4 separate regions of the Mus musculus genome follow, and regions 2, 3 and 4 are each linked to region 1. The links are chromatin contacts, called in public Hi-C, HiChIP or PLAC-seq and promoter capture Hi-C maps. All regions are on one chromosome and are shown on one strand. The core of a region is the stretch at or near the end of the contact, and the rest is flanking DNA. Distances in the headings are between cores, read along the strand shown. Region 1 has its middle 150 kb from the start of Gm12159. Region 2 has its middle 100 kb from the start of Gm22284. Region 3 overlaps Gm39816 (a long non-coding RNA gene). Region 4 overlaps Ebf1 (early B cell factor 1).

What was found. A called contact is a pair of places that touch in the nucleus more often than the background predicts. HiChIP or PLAC-seq counts read pairs in DNA pulled down with a chosen protein or histone mark. Capture Hi-C pulls out chosen DNA fragments and counts their contacts.
Region 2: a Hi-C map of uterus shows a contact between it and region 1, with 9 times the contacts expected there. The contact joins two enhancer-like sites. A contact is called at or near these places in 1 of 39 promoter capture datasets (the 3T3-L1 cell line), 3 of 15 datasets of contacts at CTCF or cohesin (large pre-B cells, pro-B cells and stem cell-derived epiblast-like cells), 23 of 484 Hi-C or Micro-C datasets (the C10 cell line, the C2C12 cell line, CD4 T cells and 11 more) and 3 of 115 datasets of contacts at active chromatin or transcription factors (fibro-adipogenic progenitors, heart atrium and large pre-B cells).
Region 3: an H3K27ac HiChIP or PLAC-seq map of heart atrium shows a contact between it and region 1, with 9 times the contacts expected there. The contact joins two enhancer-like sites. A contact is called at or near these places in 1 of 484 Hi-C or Micro-C datasets (uterus) and 2 of 115 datasets of contacts at active chromatin or transcription factors (fibro-adipogenic progenitors and heart atrium).
Region 4: a promoter capture Hi-C map of adipose tissue shows a contact between it and region 1, with 5 times the contacts expected there. The contact joins two enhancer-like sites. A contact is called at or near these places in 1 of 115 datasets of contacts at active chromatin or transcription factors (heart atrium) and 1 of 9 other capture datasets (adipose tissue).

The regions. Positions count from the first base shown.
Region 1 is chr11:45,263,681-45,266,890 of GRCm38.p6, reverse strand. No RefSeq gene overlaps it. Among named protein-coding and RNA genes, the nearest start is that of Gm12159, 150 kb to the right of the region's middle. Within about 2 kb of position 1,475, at least 33 of the 459 cell types and tissues checked have an H3K27ac peak or open chromatin away from gene starts, as enhancers often do. A contact at or near this core is called in adipose tissue, fibro-adipogenic progenitors, heart atrium and 1 more, where this site is marked.
Region 2 is chr11:45,534,375-45,537,703 of GRCm38.p6, reverse strand. No RefSeq gene overlaps it. Among named protein-coding and RNA genes, the nearest start is that of Gm22284, 100 kb to the left of the region's middle. Within about 2 kb of position 1,978, at least 16 of the 459 cell types and tissues checked have an H3K27ac peak or open chromatin away from gene starts, as enhancers often do. A contact at or near this core is called in heart atrium and uterus, where this site is marked.
Region 3 is chr11:45,677,433-45,680,619 of GRCm38.p6, reverse strand. The region is part of intron 3 of Gm39816 (a long non-coding RNA gene); the gene reads left to right. Among named protein-coding and RNA genes, the nearest start is that of Gm35282, 25 kb to the left of the region's middle. Within about 2 kb of position 1,844, at least 46 of the 459 cell types and tissues checked have an H3K27ac peak or open chromatin away from gene starts, as enhancers often do. A contact at or near this core is called in fibro-adipogenic progenitors, heart atrium and uterus, where this site is marked.
Region 4 is chr11:44,910,725-44,914,080 of GRCm38.p6, reverse strand. The region is part of intron 9 of Ebf1 (early B cell factor 1); the gene reads right to left. Among named protein-coding and RNA genes, the nearest start is that of Gm51859, 180 kb to the left of the region's middle. Within about 2 kb of position 2,065, at least 12 of the 459 cell types and tissues checked have an H3K27ac peak or open chromatin away from gene starts, as enhancers often do. A contact at or near this core is called in adipose tissue, where this site is marked.

The DNA of each region.
Region 1 (3,210 bases), core at 226-2,725:
TCTAGCTCTGTATGGGTTGTGGAGATAGGAGCCCAGGTCTTCATGATTTCGTGACCAGCTCTGCTTCTTCTGCCCCATTTCTCTAGCCTCAACTCATTGCTTCAGAAACAGTCTCTTCCTTCATAGTATGCTTAAATCTTGTGTTAATTTATGGGACACTTAGAAAAGGTTTTACATGTTGTGCCAAGAAGTCGGTTATGACTAAAGGTAGCGCCATCTCATATAAGAGTCCTGGACCTGAAGTGTCCACAGGAATGAGGTACCTAGGAGAGGGTGACCTCTGGCCCCTGGCACGAGGAGGGAGACCTGGGATGGCTTATGCGGAGGTAATGCTCACAATTCCAGCAGGCATTGCTCCGGCAGACAAGAGAAAACAGTAAAACTCTCAGAGGAAGTGCGTGGTGGGCTGAATACCACAGAGGCCAACAGTGTACTTTCCACCTCTTCAAAGATCGATGGTTCTTCTCGGCTATAACTCTAAGGAACACTGGGCGATGCTGGTGGGTGGAAGAAACTCATGGCATCAGATGAGACATTCTTTGTAACAACAGTGTTATTCTTATTTTTTTAAAGTCTTCTTTAATCTTTCTGATTATGTGAAAAACAGTGTCTTAGATTCATGCTGGCCTGTACAATACAAACTTTAAATATCTTTTTTTAAAGTCAGGAACCATCCCAGTTAATGTTCCGGCCTCTCAGTCAGTTGCTCTCCAAAGTGAGGAAGATGGTGGGGGCTTCTTCCTAGAGCAGTGGCAATCAGCACTGCATAGAAGACCTGGCACTGGCTCAGATCTCAGCGAGTCTCACTAGTTTGGTTTTCGCATCTATCGTCTTCCCAGGCAGCCAACATTTCTCTGGCTCCTGTTCAGTAAGAAGGTTTTGTTTCAGTTGCATTTATTTTATGATCACCGTTCAGCTTCTACGTATTGTTTCTACATACTCTTTCTTTTGGCAGCTAGACTTATGAAAGGGAAGGGTAATAAAAGCGGAACATAGGGAAGGTGAATGTGATTGAACACAGTCAGGGGAAACGCACACCCATTTGATCTCTCGGGGTCTCTGCAGTTCTAAGTGTCAGTGATTGCAGGGATGAGGGAGAGAGAGAGAGAGAGAGAGGCCACAGAAGATAGCAGATTTACTCAAGGTCACGAGGCTCATTAGTGGCAGAGCTCGGAGGGGATCCAGCACCTCCAGATGCGCAGGCTCACGTTCTCTCCAGAACTTGTTCATAGTCCAGAGCCCCAGGACTCTTGTCAGCTAGGAGAGCCTTCTCTCGCCCCAGCCCTGGGCTCAGAATGCGAGGCTGCAGAGAACTTTGCCCACAGTCAACTATGATCCCTGTCCCCAAACCAACCATTGCTTGCTGTTTCATACAGCCCCGCTTCATTCTCCAGTGCTCCGATGCCATGTTCGGTGCTGGGAATTTGGGTGGGCCCAGAGTGCCTTTAGTATTACTGCTATAATTCAAAACATCCAAATTATTATTTTCTCCATGAGACGAAGCCAGGGGAACACTGTTAAGTGGAGAGAAAAGTGTTTGTTACGCTGGGCGTTCCAACAAAATGTCCTCCTTTGCCATTAAATCATAGCACTTCTAAATGAAAAGATATTTTGCAAACTTTGGCAATGACTGAAATTTGGACATGATACAGACACCCTCCCCCCCCCCTTTCCATTTTGTGCTTTTTCTCCATGTGGTCTCAAGAAATACTATTTGCTGGCTTAACTTTCCTTGTTTCTCTTTCCTCACGACCCAAGTTGTCCATTCTCCCCAAAGACCTCAGCTTGGTTTTCTGCCCACAAGTTATCATTTTAATAAATAGTGAGGCTGATAAGTAGAGGCCAGAGAGAATAGCCTTGTACCCAAATGCATTGTTTCTCAGAACCTCTCTTTCTTTAGAATTAATCATAAACACATTTATGGAAAGGAATGTGCATATTACCATGAAGCCCCTAAAGAGAATATTAATGAGGGTGTATTGACAAGACAATTAAATCTGTGTGGGCTGAAGGTGATCAATATTATCAATGAAAAATAATAATCTCCCAAACCATAAAATCCTCTGCTGAACTCTTGTGTTCAGTTGTATGCCCTTAGTGTGAAAACTCTTCTTGTGTACGTATGTGTATGTATGTGTGTGTGTATGTATGTATGTGTACATGTAAGTGTAGCATACATGTGTTAATGCATGAGTGTATGAGTATGTGTGGATATGGAGGCCAGAGAAGGAAGCTTGCTATCCTATCGCTTTTTACCTTATTTCTTTGAGACATGTCTCCCACTGAACCTGAAGCTTGCTGTTTCAAAAAGTCATGTGCCCAGTGATCTCCCAGGATCCTCTTGTTTCCTTCTCCCCAAAGAATAGCATTACAGATATGCCCAGCCATGGTTGGCTTTTGCATGGGTCACAGGGGACTGGAAGTCAGGCCCTCATGTTTGTGCATCAAATGATTTTACTGACTGAGCCATCTCCTCAGGCCCTGCTTTGTGAACAATTTCATCAAGCACTTCTCCATTTCTAATTAGCCTCCGATGTCACAAAGAATCTCTTGGTGGAATTGATGCTTCTCAGGCCCCGGCTTCTCTCTTCTCCTCTCCTCCCTGGACAAAGCATGAACAATTCCAGAGTGTGGCTGCCACACCCTCAGCTCCACTGTTGGAGCTCAAAAGCTAGGATTAGCAGCTGGGGAAATCCATTGACAGGCCTGGGATGTGTCTGGGCCCACAGCTGGGCTGCTCTTGTACAAGACCCGAGGGACATGGAACAGTAGATTGCAAATCAAAAACTCCCTCAGCAGCCTGGCTCACATTATGAACAATTCTCTCTGGTGGATCAAGAGGCAGGAGGCAGGAGGCAGGAGTTGAGTTGCTCTCCAGCCAGATCATGCATGCCTCATCTCTCAGTGGCCTTGGACATGCCTCTCTGAAAGCTAGGCTCTTAGGTCCCTCCTTTCTTCTGGTTGTTTTTTGTTGTTTGTTTTGTTTGTTAGAAGGCTTTTTGGGTTTTGAGGGGAGGTTTATTTTATTTTATTTTTTAAATTTTTGCAAGCTCCCCTTCCTTAAACAATGACCTAGACCTCTAACTCACCTTTGGGATATTGAACTCAGAACTCAGGGTCTGGCAACAGAAATCAAGAGGCATCATTCTGTGTTCCATGGCTTAGAAACAGGTGGTCCTCCTCAATCAAGCATCTTGGGCTTCCTTCCTT
Region 2 (3,329 bases), core at 729-3,228, 270 kb before region 1:
CGCTCTTAAAAAAAAACAAAAAACAAAAAAACAAACAAAAAAACAACTGGTGTTGAAGATACTTAGTGCACACTTAGCTCAGCACAGGGAGGTAGAGACTGGCAGATTCTTGGGAATCACTGGTTAGCCAGCCCACCTTGCTCTCTGTACCAAGCCAAGAGATCTTATCCCCAAACCCAAGGTGGATGGCTCCTGAGAAACATCCCCTGAGGTTGACTTCTGGCCTACATGTTCTCTGTTCCCGACATGTACCCCCTTCCCCACATACACATGAATAGCACCTCACCTGCACCCCTCGTTGATCATCACAGCTATCTGTGGTGATGCTGAGAGGCTCAGTGAGCTGATGTATGCGCTTAACAGGGCGACGGTTCCTATTCATGCCCACTCAGTGTTGGCTGGCCTGCTACGTATGATAATGAGGACCAGACAACAGTGTGTGTGTTCTGGGGGATCTGCCCATGAGTGCAGAGGAAGGGGCTTAGATGTGAAGATGTTTGAGCAAGGGAATGCTTTGTACAAAGTGTTCTGTGAGGATAATGAATTACATGGTGGCCTGTGGGCTGTTTGGGAAGTGTGTGTGTGTGTGTGTGTGTATGTGTGTGTGTGTGTGGGGGGGGGCTATGAGAAAAGAGGCAAGGACGGGGGAGTCGAATCACTATGAAAAATATCAAGGGTATTATGAAAGGCATCTGAGTGCTTGGTGATTGGATGGCTAGATAGGGAGAGACGGGCATTTCAAACTTGACTCTGAGGGTTTGAGGCCAGGGGCAGGAAACAAAGCCAACACATTGTATATCTTTAAAAGTATTGAAAAAGCCAAAACCAAATAAAAATACGGAACAGAGACATATAATCTGCGGCATCTAAAATGTTTATGATCCCCCTCCACACACACACACACTTTAAACAAAGAGTTGCCATGCCCTGGCATGGCCTAAGGACCTTGGAAAACTGTGTTCTAGAGATAAGGCCGGGAGGGAGATTCTGAGTAGATGGAATACAGCACCTCACAGGAAGTCGCAGTGATGATTAAACCTAGGGCAAGGCCGGGATGCTGAATGATGCGTCAGTTGTGAGCCACACATTCATTTCAGAAATAACTGTTTGAATGTGAGCTTAGGGCACAAATAGATCTCACTGGAATCCTAGCTACCTGTGACCCTCACCAAATGACCAGGCTCTGGGTCTCAGCTTTCTCATCTGTGAAACTGGGACAATAATACTTTAAAGGTTAAATGCAGAGGTGCAGGGGACGTATTTGAACAGTGTCTGGCAAACACAATCACAGCCTTTATTATTATTAAACATGGAAAATTCTATCAGGAAACAATGGTTTGTTTGTGCGGGGAACATCTATTGGTCTTGCCATCATTAGTAGTGTATCAGTCTTGAAGTTATTAGAACTTAGGTGTCTGATCTTGGGACCAAACTTCTCTCACTATAATCTTGGTTAGGATTTTTTAAAAAAAGAATTAAAACAACAACAACAACAACAACAACAACAACAACAACAACAATAACAACATCAAAGCTTCCCTCTCTCCCAACCCATCCCAACCCAAACCAAAATAAATAACTCACACACAAAACCAATTTCTTTATTTTTTTCTTCAGTTCCTTTCCCCCCATGTGGTCACAAACAGATTGACTTCTCTTGAGCATTTGTTACAGCTGGGTCTCCTCCTCTCTTCTTTAAGAATCTCAAAAGTTTGAAGACTGATTCCATTTTGCTCCTTCCCTATTCCCAGAGTTTTTGAGTCTCAAGTGTCAAGTTTCCTCCGCCTGGCCTCCTTAGGCCGTTTCTCAACAGCATCATCAAATCAAATCTCTTCTGCAGCGTAGGCAGAGGTCGTTCCACCTCGGAAGCGTTTGTCCATGATTCTGCAAGCTTCAGTTCTGTCTTCCCACTAAGACTCTCTGAGAGCATGGAGCAGATCCCAGAATTTCTAATCCTCTCTGCAGCAAAGCCAGCCTCTTCCCACACTCCAAGAAACAGGAAAGGGGGAAAGCAGAATGTGGTCCTCACAGAAGCCTGGCCCTGGCCCCAGAGCCCTGTCTGTTCCTGTGATGTTCCACACCCTTGCTAGTTACTTACTGCCTCCCTGAGAGGCCATCGAGGGGAGAGAGCGATTAGGGTCATCAAGATAAGGCTTGAAATATTCAAACTGGAAGCAAAAAAAGGGCTGTTTTTCCAATAGTAAGCAATCAGGGAACAGGAGGATATAATTTGAAGATTAGGGAAGTGAACAAAGAACAGAAAATTAACTTTATAGCAACGAGGAGCACAGTCTGTTTGAAGAAATAAACCTCCGCAGAGCATTGTTGATAAAATCAGACTGTTGATTTAAACGAGGAAATATGAGCAAATCAGCTGGGGGTTTGGGCGATCTGTGGAAGTTGAGGGTGAAACTTTAGGCAAACCTGGAAAGCAGGTTTTCTGCATTCCAGAAACCTCATTCCTAAGTGAGAATGGATGAGCATGTGTGCATATATGGTAAGTGTGTGTGTGTGTGTGTGTGTGTGTGTGTGTGTGTGTGTGTGTGTGCATGCAAGTATGAATGTGTCTATGTAGATATGCATATGCATACATGTATCTAAGTGTATGTGTGTAAATGTGTATGTGTGTGCACATGCACATGTGTGTATGTGTATACATCAAGGGTATACAGAAGAGGGATGTATCTTACTGGGATGTTTAAATCATTTTCATCTGGGATTGTCTTTATTTAGAACGTGGCATTTACTACTAAGAACTAGGAAACACCAGCCTCCATTCCTGAAAAGACCAGCACTGACTTGTCTTCTGGAGCCAAAAAGTCTCAAGAGAAGCTGTGGTTCTCCAGGTGGCTAGAACAGGGCTTCTTCTCACTATACAGGGGAGGGCTGACCACATTAGGACAGGAGGCCTGTCTGCTATGGGGATGAAGAGATCCTTTTCTCTGCTGGAAGAAGCTCTGAGTTTCTCAGTGTTAAGTTTTCCTGGTCCAGCATTAGCTTTCATGAAGTGTTTGTTAAGAGCTTAGATTTCTCATGGTGGGAGATGCAGAGAGCATCCCTGAATATCAGAGTGGTGTGCCTCCTGCCTCTGTATCCCTTTCTCCTCCTTCTGTCGTGTTCTGGGACCTTGGAAATGTCAGTATGGGAACCCCTTCCTTCCTGCCTCTTGGTGCATTCAGAGGATGGGAGGCACTGTGCGCGAGTGAGCTTGAGGAGAGTGCGTGGTCCCCTCCTCCCCTGCCAGGTTGTAGGTGGGCTGGTGGCTTTCTCTACTAAAGGGAAGGGTTTCTCTATACTACAGCCACAGCTCAATAAAGCTCTCTCTCGAC
Region 3 (3,187 bases), core at 595-3,094, 410 kb before region 1:
TTTCATTCAGCACTTATAGGTCATTCACTCAACTCCAGGCACTGTTTAAAGTGCCTCAGATATACTGGGTTTTCTTGCCTAATCCTCTCAAGTGACCCCACAGGGTAGACGTCCAAGCACAGCAAGATGAAGTCACAGTGTCACACAGGTGGCCACTAGAACTTCTAAGATTTGAACCCAAACTTGCTTTGTCACGGAACGTAAACGTGTTATCTGCTAAGGATCCAAGCCATCACTGGCAAGTCATACATTGTTGAGTGACGCTTAACTCTTCCTCTGCTTGTAAAACATAAAAAGTATATGACCTCTGCCTAATGTGAACCTCTCCAGCCCCTAACATTTGAAAGGAATCTGTTTTTGAGTTAGCTGGACTGCCTTATCTGATGGACAATGATCTCTTTCACTGACCCATGAATCCATTATGTTGTAAATTCTGCCTGCACACTCCAGGCAGAATGTATATTCTACTTCTATTTACAGGGTAAACATAATATTCTATTTGTAATGTGTCTGTCTCTCTCTCTGTGTGTATTTGTGCATGTGTGTGCATGTTTTCTTCAATTGTTCTCCACCTTATTTTTGGGACAGGTTCTTACCTTGAACCTGAATCTCACTGAGTGCACTGCTTGGGTTACAGGTATGGGCTGCTGTACCCAGGTTTTCATATGGGTTCTGGAGATCTGACCTCAGGTCTTCATGTTTGCACGGTAAGTACTTTACTGACTGACTCTACTTCCCTAGCCCCAGCTGTTCAGTTTTTATGCAATGACCTTACTAGATACCAGGGTATAACTTGTGTCCAATAGTGAGCCAACTTTGGACATTTGGGGATAAAGCCTTTAGACACACCTCAGGATAAAGAAGTTAGGGTCCACCTGGGGATTGGCTCTTGGCAATTGGGATTAATGTCACTGGCTGTGTGCTCTCCTCCACACCTGTTTCTGGACCGATGTGACGTGCTGGCTTCACACGAGTGTTCTCTCAACACCTCTTCCTCCTGCTTGCCCTTGCCCTTCCTCTTGGTCTGGGGCCCCACTCCTCCAGCAGCATCCCATCTGAAAACCCTTGACCAGAGTGGCCTTGTCATGTCTCACCAAGCCCCATCTGTGTTTGGGACGAACATCCAAGCATTACACACTCTTCTCTAAGAGTGTAAAATGTTGACTGCGCCACTTAGCCAAGGTTCCCGCCCCCCAATCCTCACCCCCAGAAGAGGACAAAGAGAGGCGAAGCCCGAGGAAACACGGACATTTCTGTGTGAAACTGAGAAGACATCCTGTTCCACTCTGGCTCTCATAAACATTAAACTTCTTTTTAAATGGTGATATTTCTAGCCTATTCTGACTGAAATGTATTGATTTTTTTCCCCTCTGTGAGTCACTGCCTATTTTTCCTTCCTACAGTAGAAACATATTAAATATCAATGTGATGATAAAAAAACACATATGTGTATGTGTGGGTGGGCAGATGAGAGCGTGAGGGGATTGTTTTTACAAACTCTCAGAAAGGAAATGGCTTTCTTACAGATTCCCACATCGTCATCCAGCTCCTCACATCCTCAGTCCACTGAAACAAAACCAAATAACCATTTCCGGTTTGAAAGCCAGCAGGGGAAAAATTTCAGAAAGTTCCGGCGATGGTCCGCCATTTCGGGGCTATGTGTCTATATACTTAATATATATCAGCAATTTGAGGTGGTGAGGGAGTCAGGCTGCTATTCCTACTTTGGGCAGTAGAGGGCAGATGTTTCCACTCCTGCCTGGCTGATATTACCCAGGCAACAACATTATGTTTATGCAAACAGCCTTTGACATAATAGCTTTGCAACAGCTGAAAATTGAATTGTGCCTTCAGGCCAAACATCTAGACCACCGCCTTTGTTAGATTCCTCTGCCGCAGTAAATTGCGCTCACCCTTGGCTCCGGAGCTACTTTCCCCTGGATTCCAGGCCCACGATAACTTTAGAAGAAAGACAAATGCTATTTCTTCACACAAATGGTCCTTACGTATTTTTTTTTGTTGTTTTTTTGTTTTTTTGTTTTTTTCACTTCCAACTCTCATCTGAGGGCCTGAAATTGCTGCGTGCATTTCTCCAGCCAACTGAAGAAAGAAAATAAAAAGAAAACCCGAGACCTACACCAAATCCATCGAATTCTAGAATCTCTGTGGGTTCCCACAGCTTTTTAGTGCTTCCACTTGATCTAATTAGGACTTCGCCTCCCGAAATAAATACCTAATAAAGAATGAACCTATTAACAGACTAAATTTACTACACGCCCATTTGTGTGAGTCCTTTGCGCGTTTTCTTGAAGTGGTAATGCAGATGAAACTGAACGTTGTTTGAGTGGATAATGGTCTCCCGCTGTAAGATGGATTGTAGAAAGTAAAGGTGGGGCAGGAGGGGGGAGCAGGTCGCTTTATTGAATTCCATAGATGATAATGGTGTCACCTGAAATAGCTTCCTGAATAGAGAGTAAAGGGGAGAGAAACAGCAACATCCACAGCCAATGTGCAACCGGGGAACAGTTGGTTTTCTTGGAAGTAATCTTACATTGGTTTTGGGCTCATTGTCCTAGTTTTGGTGTGTGTGTGTGTGTGTGTGTGTGTGTGTGTGTTGCTAGAAGGTAGATTTAAAAATAATATTTTATTTTTAATTAAATTGTGTGTGTATGTGTGCTCGTGCGCACTACATGTGAGTACAGATTCCTGAAGAGGCTAGTGATCTCAGGTCCCTAGGTGCTGCAGTTGCAGGTGCTTGTGAGTCACCTGACCTGGGTGCTGAGAGCTGATCTGGGACCTTTTGCGAGTCATGCCCTTTAAATGATGATCCGTCTCTCCAGCCCAGAAAGCAGATTTCAGAGACAGTTGTTGTTGGGCCTCATTGATATCCTGGTTGGCTTTTGTTGTTGTTGTTAACTAGACACAAAAAGGTCTTATTAGATTGACTACGGCAAGTCTCTATAGAACATTTTCTTGATTCCTGATTGGCATGAGAGGGCCCAGCTCATTGTGGCTGACGACACCCCTGGACTCATGGTCCTGGGCTGTATAAGAAAGCAGGTCTAGCAAGTTGTGGAGAGCAAGCAAGTAGGCAATGTTCTTCCGTGGCTTTTGCTTCAGTTGCTGTCTTTACATTCCTCTCTTGAGTTCTTGCCATGGCTGTCTTCAGTGGACTACGGCCTGGGAT
Region 4 (3,356 bases), core at 816-3,315, 350 kb after region 1:
GCTGTACTTTGTGCCTGAGACACATTCCTGAAGGCTTTGTAACTCTCCATGAAGTCCAGTAAAATTCAAGGCTGGACAAAGTGTCCTGGGAAACTTGCAGCAGATTATATACATGTGTCATTGCCATCCGTTCCTGAATATCCGTCATCAGGAAGCAAACTCTGTTTTCATGATAGCCATTCCTCTCTGCTTTGCATGTAGAGGAGAGCAGACAGTGCGGACAGATAAAAAGCATTACAGTGCTATTAAACCCTCCATTTCCAGGTTGGGGTTTCAAGTTGCAGAATTGCTTCCCAGACCCTGCAAACTGACATTTACCTAACTCCATCCACCCAAAGTCCCCCTCTCCCCACTGGCAGCCTCCTCTGACTTCATCTCCAGGGACTAGGTTCAAACAATACCCTTGCTCTGGCTGACGAGAAGAGCATGTACCCCATGTGTGAGGCTAATTGGTTCATATAGCTCTGGAGTGTTGGCTTCTCCATTCTGAGCCGAGGGTATCACCAATCTTTAAGTAGAGCTGTCCTACAAAATCACATGGCGTCTAACACCAAGTGCACACTGACTAAAACCAGATGCAGCGTATGAGAGAAAGTCTGTTCAAAGCCTTGTAGCATTAAAGAACTATGGCCCAGAGCATTCCAGGTCTAATCTGGATAATACTCTGCAAATATTTCAGGCGATTTTTCTCACGTCTCTCCATCCCTCATCACTCTCACCATTGAATTTCCTAACTTGACTTCATTATCATAAAATCAAAATGCATGTCACCCATAGATAATATCTCTCCTGTAAGGTGATCACTAAGGAGAATGGCTCTGTAGTTACAGAAGCTTGAGACCTGTTGACATACTAAGGACTCCGGGTTTGATGGGGTCTCAACAGTTATCCACGGATAAGTTGAATGCTTCACTTAATATTGACTAATGTTAATGGGGTCAAAAGAGTTTCATTCTCTCATCTGGCATGGGGCATCTATTAATATCTGTAGAAGCTGGCATTCCAGGTAGCTACCTGGAAGATTTTGGAAGATACCTTGGTATATACTTCTTGTTTGGTGCAAATACTAGAGACTGAGGAGAGAGAGAGAGAGAGAGAGAGAGAGAGAGAGAGAGAGAGAGAGAGAGAGAAGGAACTAACTGGATATGCATCAATAGGAAGATTCAATGTTGGAGCTAATTAAACTGTTTCTATGATGTTCTAAGAATTAGTTTGCAAATGGGCATGGCGTATGTGTACTGCTGGGTGTGGTTGGAAGGGAAGAAAAGAAAAGAAGAGAAGAGGAGAGGAGAGGAGAGGAGAGGAGAGGAGAGGAGAGGAGAGGAGAGAAGAGAAGAGAAGAGAAGAGAAGAGAAGAGAAGAGAAGAGAAGAGAAGAGAAGAGAAGAGAAGAGAAGAGAAGAGAAGAGAAGAGAAGAGAAGAGAAGAGAAAAGTTTCTCCTGCCTGTGACTCTGTCCACTTTTGGCTCTAGTGGCGTTGTTCTGGGGAGAATGCTCAAGAGAAAAGGAATCGTGCTACAACTGGCTTTTAAAAAGATGCAGTGTAGAATCTTCCTTTCCCAATGGGGAAACTGAAGCCCAGTCACCAACACTGAATAAATCCCTGTTTTCTAAGCAATAAGACAAGAGTTACTGCCCAGTTTTGACTCTTTTTGCCCAAGATTAACCCCTATAAATCTACACTATTGCTTGGAATATAGTATGCCCCACCCCAACTCCCAACCCCCACCCTCACCACTGCCCACCAATCCTAAGGTTACACTCAAAACAAAACAAACAAACAAAATAGGCCAATTAAGTACCTTAGAGTGCCTCCTCCTTGTTATTTCTGTGATTGAATAAAAGGATCGTGACAGCCTAAAATATCCACCACAGAACCATCCAAATATAACTGGGACTTGATTAGTTTTCGAACCATCTCCTTCTTATGCCTCTGTCCCCTCTGTCTTCTAGAACCTTGCCATGAATTGTAAGCCACAAATTTAATACTAGATTATATAAATGTTATGCAACTCTCTAATTTGTTTCATGGGAGCAAGTTGTCTTTCCAAGTAAAACACCAGATCCCACAAAGCCTGACTTTAATTGCCTGTGGTACCTCTCCCAGTGTTAAGACAACCGGCAGGCAAGCCAACTGCTACTCATTGTTTCAGAATTGAAGGAATTCAGAAGAGATACTGAAAAGATGGTGATCTGTAGAGAACAGTAGCACAGGCCCCTCCCTGCTCCACAGCCCTGTGAGTGGTAAAGTAAAAGCATCAAGCCCATTTCTGGTCAAGTTAAAAAAAAAGACTCACCCCCATATTCAACATTAGCTCTCATCAACCCTGGTGGTTTTCCTCAATTTAGACATAAAACACTACAATGCATTTTCTTCTAAGTAATTGGGAGTAGGGAAGAAGATCTTAAGAATACCAGTAAAATAATCGCGTGAAAGGGAGGACAGGGAAAAGGGCAAGAAACAATAAAAAAGAAAAGAACAAAAGGATGGAAAATGTAATCAGGAGAGTCCTGTGTGGCACACGGGAGGCACCCACAGAGTGCCACCTCTCTCTCTCTCTCTCTCTCTCTCTCTCCCAACCCTCAAGGGACAGCAGGGAGCCAAGCTAAACTACTCATTTGCAAAAGATGATGTGGTTGGGGGGGAGAGTACTGTGAGGGTAAATTACTCTGGTCCTATTTTCTCTGCCTCTTTCTTTCTTTCCTTCCTTCTTTTTTTTTAAATTCTTCAGCTAAAAAAAGACTGTGCATAATAGCATCAACTGCTAATCTACATCACTATCTGCTTGTCCTGGCTCACCTGCCTCGGTTCTCCATCCAGGCTATTGAGCCAGGGAAATGGAGAAAAAGATTTTTTAAAAAATCTACTTCAGATGATATGAACTGGATTTTACGGATAGCATGCCCATCAATCATATGGTTAGGAATTAAGACATTGGATAAGCAGGGACCCATTTCAAGGGAAGAAGCCAAAGCTGGTTAGTTGTCTTACTCCTTGGCTACAGCATGGGTCTTTGCTTTGAAAAGGATAAATTCTCCATAGAAGTTAATGACTCCAAACAGAGCACACACATCTAGAAAGCAAAGAATCTCCCTCTTACATCTTTGAGTGTACATGTCACTTCTATAAGACTGGCAAAGGTTACAGTACTGATAGGGACACCCTCAACACAAAGCAGTGCTGGCAAGGGGTGGGGGGGACACAACTCTTGGAAGATAAGATCTTCAGATGAGGACCATGGTCCAGGTTAAAGCAAAAATCGTTGTGAGGTTGACCTCCACAAGTAAACCTGAGAGTTTCTGTGTGAACCTGAGAATTCCCTTCCTTAGCACTGAAAAACTTAGTAGCAGGCCAAC